2 separate regions of the Danio rerio genome follow, and region 1 is linked to region 2. A link is a contact called in public HiChIP or PLAC-seq data. All regions are on one chromosome and are shown on one strand. The core of a region is the stretch at or near the end of the contact, and the rest is flanking DNA. Distances in the headings are between cores, read along the strand shown.

Region 1 (2,700 bases), core at 183-2,682, 210 kb before region 2:
TGCCATTTATGTTCACACTTCGCAATTAAGCAAATAATACCCTATTCAATTAAATAAACAAAAGTGTTTTGTTCATTACAGATTATATTTAAAGACAAAACATTTATAGAATGCCAATTAAGCAGTCTCAGCTGTATTTCAGTTATTTAATTATGTTTATAATACGAAATCTGGCAAGTCTCACAACAAATTAGAATAAAATGCTACATCTAGTGTCTTGAGTGTCCCTTGTAATGGCTTGATGCTCTGAAATGGCTCTTTGTCATTCATCTCGCTGACTTCAGAGTAGCTCTCTTTTTGATTAAACTATTTATCATGCCGACAAACAACCAGGCAGAATAAATCGGGTTTGTTTGTCTAATCCACTCAGCCACTTAGCAGCCGTGAACACAAAGTGACCTTGCAGGCGGGAAACGCATTATCGACATTACTTGATTTTCAGCATCAGAAAATTCTCTCACACGTCAAACGGCATTTGCTTTCCTTCCAGCGGTTCATTCATTCAATACAGATGCAGATGAGCACTGTGAGCCATCGCCACAGCCCAAAGCAGACCACAACTAGAGGACCCGTTTCCCCTGGTAACCCGCCTTTGTTTGGGTCGGCTGCACTGGTCACTCATCGCGGTCGACAGTGCGGTCCCTCCCCGGGCGAAGGCGACAGCGAGGCCGCGGGGGAAAGGGGGAAGGGGTCGGTTCGGTCCATAAACTTTTAAACAAAACACCAAAAGTACGAACTAACAGTTCTACCCAAGAAATGTATACTGTGATCAATTACAAGTGATTTGACATCACAATAATTTAAACAAAATGATTCCAAAGGGAAAGCCAACACTAGTTTTCCAACGTTATCCATAATAACAACAACTTTGATGAACCGTTTGAACCCCCTTGACTGATGACAGAAATCTAATCAAAACAAAAGCTGAAATAATAATATACACAGATACAAATGTACATAATATGAATCATCTCATAACAAGACGAAAGTGTGACTGGCTATCAACTGCGTGTTAAAACACATGGCTGTAATTTAAAAGCCTGATGGGAGTATTTTGCCGCAGCATGATAGCAGGTTCCCCCAAACCACGAATCCCCAAAGCGGCTTTAGTGGCTGGCCGCAAGGTAGCAAACCGCTGTGCAACAATCAGTCCCCAGTGCTCGCAACAATGCAACTCTTTATATTTACAACAATGCGCCTTTGAAGCATAAGAATGAACGCAGAAACTGCCCATACTGACCTGGCGTTCAGGGGGATCTGGGAGCGGCCATGCCCGTTAGTTGGAGAGTCTCTGAAATAAACTTTTCCCTTTGCAGTCCTCGGCACTCGTGTAAAAAAGATAGTGCTCGGCAGCAACACAAAACACACGATCTGACCGCCTCGCGCTTCCAATCGCAGTCGGTCTCCGTGGGTGAGCGAGTGCGCGTTCGCGTCACTGCGCGCTCCCGCCTGTCCTGTGTGAAGCTCTGTCAGACTGCTGATGCTCCTGTGTTACCGCATCAGGCCCCCTCGTGGGGTTGCAAGGCTCTTGATCCCCCCTCTGCTCAGTGGAAAGCAGGCAGAGGCGTTTGCGTGGTTCTGCATGCATAACTTTGGGTCACTGGACTTTATTATACACTAAACCTTTATTTTATGTTTTCTATTGCATTAAGCAACGTGTATTGCAACAGTACATTAAAAACTTTCAGCAAGCTCCTCTCAATTTGTTGCAAAATCTTTTTATTTGCAGTTTTATCTTGCCATCAATTTTTTTTATTTTCCAAAACTGACAGAAATTGATAGGTATGTGGTAAGAGAATGATTTAAAATTTGGATTTGAGTGTCACCCAGTGGCTGTTTTTGGTACAATGCCTAAACGAAATCTCTGAAGAGCTTTTGTGATATCACTTTTTTAAAATTTGAAACATAACTTGATTATAAATATGACTGTAATTCATTCATTTGCTTTTCAGCTTAGTCCCTTTATTAATCAGGGGTCACTATAGTGGAATGAACCACCAACTTATCCAGCATATGTTTTATGCATCGGATGCCCTTCCAGCCGCAACCCATCACTGGGAAACACCCATAAAAATGCATTGAGTGTGTAAACTAGCGACATTAGGAGATAAGAAATGCAATCCAAAATATTTGTTTCAATGTAGGGCAGTTAAAGGGTTAAAAAGTAATTATATCCAGCACACTTATGAACAATTCTAAAATAGTTTTTGCATGTATGTGAAGTTAAATTTGCTTCATGAATCATTTGAATTTACAACTTAAGTGTACATTGACAAAATGTCCACCAGGGTGAGACATTTGTCAGCTGTAAAATGCTCTTGCTAAAGATTCAAGCATTTCTTAAATAATTATTTTTGCACAGTGTGTTTGAATAAATTAAAAACATACATTTGCCAGTTACCTGAATATTCACCTTGACCATTAGGAATAAACCCCTACAATAATATTTTAATCGCTATTCAGTTATGCTTGTTGTTGGCAAGTCTGACTTCACATAGTTTACTTAAACTGAATTAAAATACTACATTTGAACCTAATTTTGATCAGAGGTATTAAATCAAGGAAAATACGATTTTTTAAATACATATATTTTTATTTGAAATCATTTTAATTACTTTTATTTTAAAATAATAGACAACAGTTCACAACTTCCGTTTCTAAGCGGAGGTAAATGCGCTTGTAGTCCTAATCCGAACCCCT
Region 2 (2,700 bases), core at 44-2,543:
TTTATCTTTATGACATATTATGCGAATGTGACATCTGACCACTTTCCTTGGTGCTTGCTCTCATTGTGAATGATGCTTTTGCCAAAAAGGCATGACATCCATTTCAATCACTTGTGTGAGCTGTTCAACAGCATTTGTGAACTTGTATAGGCCTAGTTGAACATTGCTTGCTTTGCTTTTATCAGAAAATAACCCAATGGCCTTGGTGGAAATGAAAACAATCTGGAATGGTGGGTACCATTTCTCTACTAAGGTTAAGAAGGTTGATTGGAAGTAAAACTGTAATGTACAGTGTTGTTATTCAGGTGATAAAACATGGGAAGGATGTGAATGAAAGGTATGAAGCAAGATATGTAACTTTAAAGCAAGGATAGAGAGGAAAGTGCCTTTTGGTCATTAAATAATGTTCAACATTTTCACGAGTGTGTATTAAAAGGCTCGCCAGAATGTATTTCATGCTTTTACATAGCATTTTAAAAGCTTTGATTCTTTAGTAAATGTGTTATACTTGTGTTAAATATGAGAAAATTGTAATGATATAAAATGAATTACAGTGCTTTATAGTGGAATTATGTACAATGCAAATAGTAAGAGAATGGAAAGTTTAATGGATTTCATAACTCTAAGCTTGTGGAAAGGGTAATATGAGAATGAATTTGTACTGAGTTAATAAAGGGCAACGAAAATAAATGAAAAATGCCAATTGTGATTGTCTGTATGTTCATTTAGTTGTTGAGGCGATATCGTCTTACAAGGATGTACTGTAAATAATTGCGTGTAAGTGCTATGCCCACATTGAAGCACATAGTAAATAATATAATTTATAATCCCACAAATTTATCTGAAATGTTGAGGGTACAATATTCAGTAATCATAACAGACCCCTGAGTGGCGCTGTTGTGCGAAATTGAACAAGTATTTTGTGTTTACACAATGACAGACAGCTCTTTTAAAGTTTTACCTCGGATACCCAGCTCAGCTCATAGTAAGTAATATTCTTAGGTTTATAATGTAATAAATAGAAAAAAAATCCAAACGTTAAGAATATTTGTCAAGTAATGGTCGTGTTCAAAACATAGATAAATGCACACTTTTGTTGTAGTTCTGTAAACAACTGTGCACGGCTTAGCAGATCTGTAATCTTACCCTCGCTCAGTAAAACTGCCTTCGGACCCCTCTGCTCTACCATACCGCATGATCATATTTCACAAAATATCAGGCGCTAACTTTAGCCAAACTGTGTGTATCCGTCATGACGAGCCACATTCTGTTTCTGTCAGACGCCCCTGCTCGTGATGGTTGGTACTACAGGCGCTCATCTCTCCTGTTTGAGGCCAGGTAAAAACAAGCTTCATTATTGCACTTAATTTGTACCCAGCAGGTTTTCTTGACATGCTTTTATTTGAAAGACAAATTTGACGGTGAACAGACTGTATATGAAAGACTACAACTCATAATTACTGTCGAGACTGCTGAAGTGCAGCTGTAAACACTCGACTCCTCTTCAGGGCCAGTATTTTTTGTGGAGGTCTGCCATTGTTTCTCAGAGTTACAACCATGATCACTAAATAAATAAATAAATAAATATTCATAAGCAAAACTATTATCAATATTATCAATTTCCTGTTAATAATAAACAACCAGTGTAGCTGATATACTATACTTACTGATTAGGAGACTGGATTCATAGATGGATAAATGAACATACAATATTTTAGGGGGGGTGTGACTGATTTGTGTATCTTTTTAATTGTTTAATTGTTTTGTTTTTAACTGTTTGGGTCATTTGCGAATTTGTTCCATTACCAAAAACTATACATATAAAAAAGTTGTGTAAATAAATAAATATATATATATATATATATATATATATATATATATATATATATATATATATATATATATATATATACACACACATATTTATTTATTTATTTACACAACTTTTTTTTTTTTTTTACAGCTCTTCACTTTTAACATTACAATAATTTCAGTAATAATAAATAATTTGCTACAGTGGAATGGAAAAAAAAAGTGCAAACAACCTAGGGTTGGGTAATAAAATAGGTATTTATTGAACAAACACCGTTGTCAATATCGATGATAAAAAACGTTTGGTATGTGGTTTCGATATGAAGCTATATAGTTTTATTAAAATGTGGCTTCTGAGCACGCGCCTTGGAAGCAATGCCAATAAGCTTAAGGTGGCTTTTTGGTTTCTTTTCTTGTACATCCCAGCCACTAGCTCCTTATCTGAAAGATTTTTAGCACAGTGGGTAATGTAGTCATTCAACTTCACAGTTTGTAACGTTCTACATGTATTTGAATAATGATGACTGGTTACTTTACTTGTAAGCTCAGAGTTAATTATCATATTATTATTATTATCATAATTAGTGTTGTTTACAGAGTTTAAGGTTTACTGCATCTCTATTACTGACACCTTACAGATGTTGATCTACCTTTACCATTGCACACACTTTGTAACGTTTTATTTATCACGTTTAAGATTCTCTTTAACTCTTCTGTTTGTTTTATTATAAAGAGATCAGATATTTTATATACATTTTTCTGCTTTTGTCTATTAAAACTATTTGCCATAGTAATGTTGTTAAAATAAAATAAAGTGGTTAAAAAATAAAATAAAAAAGCCTAATATTCCTAAATGTATTGCTAAAAAATATTCAATAATTATCAATA

Evidence for each region. HiChIP or PLAC-seq counts read pairs in DNA pulled down with a chosen protein or histone mark.
Region 1: a contact with region 2 is called in an H3K4me3 HiChIP or PLAC-seq map of embryo, with 3 times the contacts expected there. The contact joins the promoter of arhgap12b here to the promoter of myoz1b in region 2. A contact is called at or near these places in 1 of 18 Hi-C or Micro-C datasets (caudal fin) and 1 of 4 datasets of contacts at active chromatin or transcription factors (embryo).

What each region holds. Positions count from the first base shown.
Region 1 is chr12:28,420,863-28,423,562 of GRCz12tu, reverse strand. arhgap12b (Rho GTPase activating protein 12b) reads right to left here and starts at 1,432. Exons shown (of 17, transcript NM_200874.1): 1 at 1,241-1,432.
Region 2 is chr12:28,207,256-28,209,955 of GRCz12tu, reverse strand. It overlaps myoz1b (myozenin 1b), which reads left to right and starts at 1,293. Exons shown (of 6, transcript NM_001002447.1): 1 at 1,293-1,338. synpo2lb (synaptopodin 2-like b) reads left to right here. Exons shown (of 4, transcript XM_001341244.8): 4 at 1-709.